2 separate regions of the Ovis aries genome follow, and region 2 is linked to region 1. A link is a contact called in public Hi-C data. All regions are on one chromosome and are shown on one strand. Each heading gives the region's core, a stretch centred on a gene start, on an enhancer-like site or on the middle of the called end of the contact. The rest is flanking DNA. Distances are from core to core; before and after follow the strand shown.

Region 1 (5,261 bases), core at 2,121-4,620:
ATGAGCTTTCATGGGGTGTGAAAGCAAAGCAAACATCTCAGGAGAAAGAAGAAGGAAGACACAGCACTCTAGGCTCTAGGGTGATGACAAAGCCTCTCAAGGGAGAGCTGCAGAGAGAGGGGAGGCTGTACACAGGAAGCAAGGAAGGAGGCTGAAGGTGGGAGCTGAGGGCGGAGGCTGAGGGGCCTCTGCCGGTGTCCCAGTGCTGAGGAGACCGGACCGGCAGATTCTGACCTGGGAGTCTGCTGTGAAAATGTGAGAGGATACGAACAAAGAACAAGCAAAACTTTCCTGGTGGTCAAGTGGTTAAGAATTCACCTGTCAATGCAGGGCACAGGTTAGATTCCTGGTCCTAGAAGATTCCACATGCCACATGCCAGCCACAACTACTGAAGAATGCCTAGAGCCCGCACTCCCCAACAAAAGAAGCCACCAAAACAAGAAGCCTGCTTGCTGCAACTAGAGAAAGTCGTCGGGCAGCAACAAAGACACGGCACAGCCAAAAAGGAGAATAAGAAAAAGGCAACTCTAGGGACTTCCCTGACAGTCCAGTGGTTAAGGCTTTGCCTTGCAATGCAGGTGGTACAGGTTCGATCACTGATTGGGGAGGTAAGATCCCACATGGCTCATGGCCAAAAATCAAAACAGAAAACACAAGCAATACTGTAACAAAGTCAGTCACATCAAAAAAAAGAAGGAAAAGAAAAAAGAGGGGAAAAAAGAAAAAGAAACAGCAGCTCTGAAGGCGAAGGATGAAGCATAAGTGCTTTCTGGCATAAATCCACATAGGAACCCAGAACCCTCCAACAGCACTGAGCAGTCTGAGTGTAAGAGTGGAGGGAGCTCTTCACTGGACAGACACAGCACGTGCGTGTGCAAGGGAACCAGGCATGCTCTGCAAAGCTCAGATGACCCACCACGGGGCCTGGCCTCATAGACTGAAAGAAAAAGGGTCAAGCTGTTGGAGCTGGATATCAAATAGATTTCATCTGAGATGTCAACTCCAAATGATGGAATCCTGGATTCCAAAGTTATCGCTGCTCCACAGGACAGGATGGCACCATCAGTCAGGAATGTCCTCTAAGGGCACAGAAAGAGCAGCCACAGCCAAGCCAGGTAGTGGCCATCTCTGGACTAGCAGCCACATGAGCCTGTGAGAATGAAGGGGTGAGAGAGCTGAAAGAAAATGAGACGGTGTGCAGAGACGCTACCAGAACTTGAGGTTTCCAAGATGGGATTCCCACAGGAGATGGCCAGGCCTGACACAAGGTCATGGGACAGTTTGGCTGAATAGAAGACCAGGCACAATCTAGTGTTTAGAGGCCCAAGTGCTGCTGAGTGTCTTGCTGAAGAAGAGACAGGTCTTCAGAAGAGAAAAACACTTGTGACTTACAAGGAGGAAGATGGAAAAAGCACTGGGCCGTTACCAGGTGGCTGGAAGAAAGCATGGGAGGCGCTCACTCCTCCACCCATCGTCATCAGCCTCCCACTCTTGGCTTCGTACATGGACTCCCTCCAGACTCGTGGTGCTTCCAGCCCCCTTGAACTCAGCTGGAGGGACCAGCCACTGAAGGTTTCCTCCAGCAGAGTGGGCAGGGCCAAGCCAACAACATCTCCTCCCATGACCTGATTTCCTGACAGTTTTTCTACTTGAGGCAAGAACACAACTTGAGGGTCTACCCTTGTAACACATTTTTAAGTAGAAAAATACAGTGTTATTGACTATGGTACAATGTTGTACGGCAGGTCTCTAGAACTTACTTATCTTTCTTAACCGAAACTTGATACCCTCTGATTAGTAAATTTATTTTCTCCCCTTCCCCCAGACCCTGGCAACCACCATGCTGCTCTTTGATTCTATGAATATGACCGTTTTCGATACCTCGTGTAAGCAGAATCCCATAATATTTATCTTTCTGTGAGTGCCTTATGCCATTTTAGTGTAATGCCCCAAGGTTTCCTCTATGTGGTCACAGAGGGCAGAATTTCCTTCTTTTTTAAAGCTGAATAGTATTCCATTGTGGGTATAAGCCACATCTTCATTAGGCATCCATGTGTCATCCATGCGTCATCCACGTGTCAGGCACCCACTGAGTGTCAGGGGACACTCAGGTTGCCTCTACATCTTGGCTGTTGGGAATAAGGCTGCAGTGAACATGGGAGTGTTACTCTCTCTTTCAAATCCTGATTTCAATTTTTTTGGATAAATACCCAGAACCGGGATTGCTGGATCATATGGTAGCTCCCCCCCCCTTTTTTTTTTCCGAGGAGCCTCTATACTGTTTTCCAAAGCGACTGCACCATTTTTCATTCCTACTAACAGAGCACAGGGGCTCCAATTTCCCCACATTCTCACCTGAATCTCTCTCTGGGTTCTGGAGTGACAGTGTCTCAGGAGTTTAGCACGGAAAACACCACAACCTCCTCCTCAGTCGGTGCCATGGTGGAGGGCTGGGCTCATCGTTCTCCAAGCTTCCCCATTTGCCAGCTTGCCCCGTGGATGAATGCAGAGATAGGCCAGAGGGGTGAATTCATGGCCCTGCAGAGCATGTCTAAAAGTGTTTGTCAAAAAAAGAGTTAATGACTGCTGCTCTGCAGGAAGCCCGAAAGAAATGAGTGTTCTGAAGTGTAGAACATTGCTTTTACGGTAGGTGGTGTTATTGTTACATGTTCATACAGACGGTGCTAATTAACAATCCTAAAGGCCACATCATTAAATTATTTCTCGGCTTAAAACCCTGCAATGTTTAAAGCACCCAGCAATTCAATTATACCCAAAACACTAGCCCGAACGCCAAGGCATTCTTCGGCCACTGACAAAATGCAATTCACTCTTAAGAGCAGGTGAGCCTTAAAAAAAGAAAGAAAAACATCTGACATGCTGCCTCTCTGTCCCTCTCCCCTACACACATCCTAAATATTAAAAACAACAGTAATCTTCAAAGAAAATTTAAAGGGAACCTTACCTTTGCCGGACAATGAAATATACACTCTACTGATTTTCCTGTATGTGCAGATAGGAAGACTATGATTAACATTTGCTTAAAGATCTCTCTTGAAAAATCAAATCGTTGCCCTGAACTCTGTTTAAGGTCCTTTGGGTTTCACCCTTTTTCCTCTGGGTCCTGCCACCCATCCTTTGTCATTTCTAACTATTGTAAGTTGCATTTGGCATTTGAACCAGGGGCAATGTCATGGCTTTGGGCTGTGTTTTTCCGGGATGTGTCTCATGGTCAGCACGGAGTACTTTGAAGAACACACAAAGCCCCTTTGTCTCCCACCTAGTGAAACATCACAAGGGAAGAGTGCAGGGAGAGAGGGCTTCAGTGCAGCTTAAACACACACACACACACACACCAAGCTCTGGCTCTTCTGGACTCCCCCAAGCCTGATCGTCTCTGCAAAGGGTGAGACAGTTCTGCTCACAGGCACAGAGCCCTGATCAGCTGGACAAGTGGCTTCAGTTCTCTGGATAAGATTTGGCAGGTGACACCATGACAGAACCTCCCACTTGGAAAGTGCTGGTGCCGGGGCCACATCTGGGAGCAGCACATATGTGATTTCACTGGTTTTCACACAAAGAGGCAGTTTGTGCCAGCGGCCAGCTGGCCAGCTGGGCACTTCTCTGCAGCCATAGAAAGCAAGGGTGGGAAAGCAACCCACCTGATTCCCTTTTTTTGTGATCTCCCCAAATGTTCAGTCTCTGTATAAACCATCTCATCACTCTTCTCCCTAATACTTTCCCAAGAGTACCCTTCAAGGAGGTCCCACTCAATTCTATGGGGCCAGGAGACTTATATATCTCCCTAGATCCATATTATAGAGCATAGTGCCTTACACAGAGCACACTCTGCCTAAACCTTTTCTGGATGGAGGGATGGATGGACAGACAAAGACATGGATAGAGGATGGATGGATGGATAGAAGAATAAAGCAACTGAAGATGCTGCTCCGCCTCTCTGAAAGAACTGAGTCCTCCTAATGACAGCCTCAATCTGGACTTTAGATCTACAGAGAGGCAGCCCAGGCTGGTATTATCAGGGCCGTCAGCACACTCGTAGTGCGGCCAAGCCCCATTCGCTCACCCCAGCAGATACCGCTAACCGGCCACTGTGTCCTTGCCAACAGATTTAAGACTTTTCCGCAACATTTTCTCCAGTAGTGCTCCAGGCAGGTACTCTTTCTCATCCAACAAGATGCAACCAATTTTCTTTCCCAGGGTTGGAACATGGGCTTTGGGGCCTAACAGACCATTGTTTAAATCCTAATTCAATCAGTTTTTTTACTGTTGCAACCTGGACAAAGCTACTGAATATAAAACAAAGCCTTTAGCTTTTCTACTTATATGAAGGAAGATAAAGAACTGAATGAGTACTTACCATGTTGATTAATGAGAAAATTTACCTGATACAGTAGGTGCTTAATAAAAGTTCACTGTTTTTATCCAGAGACTGTTTATGGGTTGTGTCACTTGTTTCCGTGAAAGGACCTTTCCATCACTGCCACACTTATTGCTCAGTTGCAACTCTCCCAAAGTGATGACAGAGAAAAGGCATCACACTGGCTTTGGTGTGACGAAACTCAGACTGGACTTGGTACCACAAGAGACAGCATCAGTATGGACAGAGGAATCACAGTCTCTAATTTAACTATGATTCAATCAGGCATTGTTTGGAGGCAGAATAGTAAAATGAAAGATCGAGAAGAGAGGAGACTGGGTTCTAATCAAAGTCTAGCTTGAGAAACAGGGAGAGGTCACCTCTCTCCTATGGTCCCAGATGTCTTCTATGAAAAAAAACGCCACTGGGTTCTATGGATGCTTCAATCCTCGATTCTACAATTCTACCTGATCGACATCTCCTCACTCTCCGCTAAAGCCTTTCCTGATATTTCCCAGGAGACATAAATTCTCTCCCTGTGAGACTTTGTAACATTTGTCTGTGCTGAACATCTGGAAATTAGTCCATGTCCTGATCCCCTTGTAACAATGATACAGTTAGATCAGACTAACTGCAGGACCAGGGATGGTTTTAAGGTACACACACACACACACACACACACACACACACACACACACACACACGCGCGCGCGCGCGCGCATGCGCACGTGCATTCTAAGTCGCTTCAGTTCATGTCTGACTCTGACAGACACAGGCTCCTCTGTCCATGGGATTCTCCAAGCAAGAATACTGGAGTGGGTTGCCATGCCCTCCTTTAGGGGATCTTCCCAACCTAGGGATAGAACCCGCATCTCTTATATC
Region 2 (5,516 bases), core at 2,859-5,358, 71 kb after region 1:
TCTTGGCCCTCAAGCCATAATCACTTCAATTCAATTTAAAGATGATTCAAAACTGGCCTTAGTCCTTCCTGGGCCTCTCTGTTTCTGGTTCACCCATCCCCAGGGCTCACACCTTTCTAGGGTCATAGCCAGTGATCCCAACCTGGGTAAATCCTGATGTCCAATCTCTCCCTCCCTTGCTTCCCTCTCTAGACCTGATAGACCTATAGAAAAGTGGGCCCAAATGCTGAGCTTACCTACTGGGCCTCACTCTCTTCTTGATCCTAGCTAGGTCATTCTTCATTACTTAGTTATCTAGTGCCTTAAAGCTGATATTTTTATATTTTTACCAGTTTGTCTTATTGTTCTCAGAGAGATAAATAGTCCAAATTACCCAATCCACCATAATTAGATAAATGTACATGTCTGCTCTCCATTTGTTTTTTAATGTTTATGATTTACATTATTTTCTTGTTATGCTTTCTTTTTATTTTTTTGCCACATGGTTTGTGGGGTCTTAGCTCCTAGACTGGGCACTGAACCCTTTCCCTCTGTAGGAACACATTGAGCACAGAGTCCTAACCACTGGACTGCCAGAGAATTTCCTTATTATGCTTTCTTATTATGGTTGCTTTTTTATTCCAAAAGTTATACATTTCCACTGTCAAAAATTTAGAAAATACAAACACAAGAAAGAAGAAAAATTAAAAATCACTTAAAATTTCACTATTTCCTATTTATTTTTTCTCATATATATAGACATTTTTAACAAAAATGAGATCACACTGTAGTTATTTTAGAATTGAATGTATTCATTTAATATGTAATATCTTGACAGCTTTATACTATTCTAGTATATGTATATACCATAATTCATTTAAAGTTTTTTAGAATTGAATATAAAATTTTTCCAATTATTAAATCACTATCACAAACATTTATTTCATCAAATATTCTAAAAGTTCATGATATTCTTCTTAGGATAAATTCCTAAAAATGGAGTTGCTGGTCAGAATATATAAGGCATTGTATATATAGCCAAGTTGTCCTCCAGAAGAGTATTATGGTTGTACACATCCACCAGCAGTGTGGGAGAATGATAGTGCTCAACTCCTAAAATCAGATTAGAACTTCTGAGTCGTTATTTCCTTACCAACACAGGTGAGATGTATCATTTTAAAACAAGTAAAAAGCATTTTAAATGCTTTCTATCCTGCTTTTGCCATCATTGTGACTTTGATTTCTTCCTCGGTATATAAAATAAGCCACTAGCTTGGGGATTGGAGGATTTAGGGGCTTAGCACTGGAGATCAAACATTTCCTCTGCAGAGGGGTCCAGGGCGGGGAGAGGAGAAGAGGGAGGTCTGTATAAAAGCTGGTTCACTGAGGATCACCAGGGATGACCACTGACATTTAGCTGGGTGGCCAAAGTAGGGCTCTTCCTTCTGGTTGATACCCTCACACCTTCTATTAAAAACCAAAGTAAATGAGTATAAAACTTCTTTCTGGTAATCCAGAAACTAAGCAATACTAAAACAGATAAGCTTTGTTTTGAATTCCCCTGTACTGAAGAAGTCCAAACTCTTTAGCAGACTTTTGGAGGTCTGATCTGTTCCCCACCTCTCCTGTGTATTCTTTGTCCTTCCTGACTTAAGACCTTAATAGCCAACAATGCTGACTTCCCCTAGGTTCCCAGACAGTCATGCTTTCTCTCTTCTTTACCATGGATACAGTGTCCTTTGCATGGAATTCTCTTCTATTCTCTATCAAGTCCAATTTATCCTTCAAATTTCATCTCAAGGGAATTTCCCATGACCCCCCACATCCTGGCTAGGAATAACTCCCATCTTATAGTATTTTGCATTAATCTCTGTCACAGAACCTATCAGTCTACTCTGCACTCCTCTGCTTACTTGTCAGTGTCGTCTGCTATCTTTAGAACTTGTGATGTCAGGGACTGTTTCTTATTTCTCTTTACACTCTCAGCACTGCACCTGGAAAATGCTCCTTAAATTAAGTCTTTCCTTCACCTACAGATATTCTTTCACTTACTCCCCAAATCCAGGGCTTTGTCTCTATTAAAGATAATGCCACCTAAACATCTCATTCCCAGTAAGGTAATAGTAGGATGTAGTTGCGTAACATTCTAGAATGATAAAACAGGGAGGGATGTAGGTAATCATAAGCCATGTTCTCTATTTTTATGGCAAAGGAACTGAATTTCAGGGAGACAGAGTGATCTGTCCAAGATAATATTACAAGTTCATGGTCAAACTACAATGCCAGTCTTTTGATTTCTAAATCAATATGTTTCCCACTAAATCAAGGAGCTTAAGAGCAGCATCTCAGAGGCGATGGTCCTTAAGTCACAGAAAAAAATCTATACTTGTGGGATTTCAGACGCTATGGCTTCCATAGGAAGGAAACAACTCTTGGTGTCTCGCATCTTATGCCACCTATCTCTACCCAAAGTGAGGAAAGGGGAATTCCACAATATTAACATGGAGAAAAAAACTATATTTCATGGTATACTTAATAAGGAGGATTTTGTTTTATGTTCATTATTGTATATCCTCTTTAAGATGTTGTAAAATCTTTCTGAAGCCACACATGTTTTTTAAACTAAGCCTTGATGTAGTCAAAACCAAGTTTCAAAGGTTTATTTTGCTTGACTTATTTACTGTTCTGATATCACCTTTTGGAAAATAGCAGATATCTATTTCTGAAATGCATTGTGACTTAAACTGATAAGCTAAAATCAATTATGCTATTTTAGTTTTATTCCTAATTAGAACATAAAATAGTAAGAAACATTGTTACTAAGCCCTGGCTTAGCCCATGGGGCAGTATAACATGGTTACCAGCATAGACTCTGGAGCCAAACTGAGTCTGGATTAGTGACTTCTAACTAACTTTGAGCAAGTTACTTTAGCATCTCTGCCTGAGCTATTTCATCTCGAAAATGGGGATGTAAATAGACACATTTCAGATGGCTGTTTTGAGGATTAAATGAGATAATAACTGTAAAGTGCTTAGAAAAATGCCAGGCACATGGTAAGGCTTAGAATTAGTTATTACAGCACGGGCTCTGTAAAGAAATGTTAAGTTGAAAATAATCAACAGATCTATAGCAGGAAGGCGGGGGTGTTACCTACTCCTGCCCCAAAATGCAAAGCTCATGCTTCTGGAAATAATTTTAGCGAATGGAACATATCCCCATTGACTCTCTATAATATTATGCTACAGGAAGTCCATGAAATAAAACTCGATAAAATACAAACAGTAAATGTTATCCAGTAACTATTCAAAATTTCTGGATTTTCACAAAACAGTTCTTCCGAATCGTAATTAAAGGTTTGAAAGTCAAATGATTTAAATGCTAGTTTTAATTACCGCTTGGTGAACTTTAGTGTGTTAGAATTGTCACAACTTTCCTTAAGGATTACTCTGAAGCCAGGCGATACAGTGGGAAATTATTAACTCCTACTTTGGTACAGCAATTATCTGCATTACAAGGTTTATGCAATTAGCTGTTTAAGATGTCATTATATTTTGCCATCTGGTACACAGGAGTTTATGCATATGAACAGGCACGTGTTGAAGTGATTTTCACTATATGACTTGTTCTCAACCCAAGGCATCTCTCTAATGAGGGCAAGTTACCGTGCACCGTACATTAGTGGCAGGTGCACACTATCAAGCTTCATTTTCATCGAAGACCTTCATTTTTCCATTTTAAAGTATTCTGCACAAGTGCTGGAAAATTAATTAGTCGTTTGCCATTGAACGACGCCTGCAGACGTGTTCCTTAGCAGTCAGATGGGGGCACGGCTTCAGCTAGGGGCCGCTCCTCCTTACCCAGACCGGTGCGAGGAACCCGCGCTGGGTGAAAAAAGCCAGGGCGTGAACCACCGCAGTAGACAGCCTCTCGGGACCTGGGAATGGGGGTGGGGGTGGCTGGTGGCGGGGTCCCCAGCCTCAATCCGGCTTTCCACCCAAGACGGGGCGCGCTGGACGGGGGACTGCGCGGCGGCTTTCAGTCCGCAGCTCCCGCGGGGCCACGCGGGTCCCGACCGACGCGCATTGGAAGGGCGCCCTCTGCCGTCGGCTCACGGCGGCCGGGTAAGAAGAGAGACTTGGAGCGGTCGGCTTAACTTTACACGCCTTTTGCACGAGGAAAGCCCTGCTCTCCGAAGGGGCTTGCAACCCTGCGCACGCGCAGTGCGCAGACACCCCCGCCCCCCGCCCACCCGCAGTCGGGCGCGCTCTGGTCGCGCGAGGACTCGGCCCCGCGCACCCGGGGCTGGCCTGGGCGCCAAAGGCCAGGAAAGAGAAACCCCCGGGCGGGACGGCGGTGGGGCGAGGGACAGCCGGAGATCCGGCACCTGTCCCGGAAGGTGGCCCTGCGCCGCCCGCCGCAGAGCCTTTGTTGGTTGGTTCCGTCTGAATCGCCGCGGGGCCCAGCCGTCCCGCAGAGGCGCGCGGGCACCTCGCCGAGGCTGGCCCCGCGCTGCCATTGAAACGTGACACTGACGAACGAGCTGGGCCCGCGGCTTTCTTTGGGAGAGTTGAGAGTCGCCCGTCGCGGAGAATGTGGCTCTCTGGTTCCCTGGGAAACGCACTGCCTCCTCGGCTGCTGCCATCTTCCGTCTCCCCGCGAACACCGCCGCAGCACGCACGTGTTTCCTCTTTCCCAGTCCGCGTGCCAGGAGGAGAGCCCAAGTTCAGCTCCGAGAGTTGAGCAGGGAAGGACTCTGCTGAACACGGGAAAGTGGGGTTTGAGGGGGCCCAGGCAAGAAGGTAGTTCCTTGAGCCTTTTGCTTTAAGGCATCGACTGCATGTGTCCTCAGTCGTGTCCGACGCTGCGACCCCATGGACTGTAGGAAGCCCACCAGGCTCCTCTGTCCATGGGATTTACAGGCAAGAATACTGGAGTGGCGAAGACTTTAGCCTTTTGGGGGAGGGGGGCTGAGGATGATGGTAAGGGGACTGAGGGAGAAGACCCTGGCTGAACCTGTCTCCCCCACCCCTTTGTCGCGTTTCTGCGCCGGCCTTTTGGGGGGGAGGGGCGGGGGGAGTGAGGAGTTCGCTATTTAGTTGTCTGTTTCCACATACACAACCATGTGTGAAGCACTGAACCAGGGACTAGCAGTTATTAAGAATCAAAATAGGAATTTGCAAGCTGATTAAAGAGAATAAAATTCAAAAAAGGGGATAAAATGGTCTCATTAAAAAAATCAAATGGTGCAGCCAGGCTGTTTGCAACTAAAGGGTAGGTAAAATTAGAATTGGCTGTTGGGAGTCCCAGAACTTCTGTACCTGGGCAACCCTGCAAGTAAACTGGTCAGAGGTGATTCTGTGTTCTCACAGCACAGGAAAGACAATAGAGATTGAGGTGATGGTGGCAAGAAAAAGAGCCGCTCATTCGCGCTGGAGAAAGTTGGACAAGTAAATCAAGGCCAGATTGGAGAAGGCTGAGGGACCTGGGATTGAGTGGATAGAGTAGGAAAACCTTGTGCTTTGGGGCCAGTCTAGAC

The links. A called contact is a pair of places that touch in the nucleus more often than the background predicts.
Region 2: a contact with region 1 is called in a Hi-C map of hypothalamus, with 5 times the contacts expected there. The contact joins two enhancer-like sites. A contact is called at or near these places in 8 of 16 Hi-C or Micro-C datasets (hypothalamus, liver, mesenteric adipose tissue and 4 more).

Annotation. Positions count from the first base shown.
Region 1 is chr1:36,212,126-36,217,386 of ARS-UI_Ramb_v3.0, forward strand. No RefSeq gene overlaps it. Among named protein-coding and RNA genes, the nearest start is that of NFIA, 100 kb to the right of the region's middle. Within about 2 kb of position 3,371, at least 11 of the 54 cell types and tissues checked have an H3K27ac peak or open chromatin away from gene starts, as enhancers often do. A contact at or near this core is called in hypothalamus, where this site is marked.
Region 2 is chr1:36,282,448-36,287,963 of ARS-UI_Ramb_v3.0, forward strand. No RefSeq gene overlaps it. Among named protein-coding and RNA genes, the nearest start is that of NFIA, 33 kb to the right of the region's middle. Within about 2 kb of position 4,109, at least 26 of the 54 cell types and tissues checked have an H3K27ac peak or open chromatin away from gene starts, as enhancers often do. A contact at or near this core is called in hypothalamus, where this site is marked.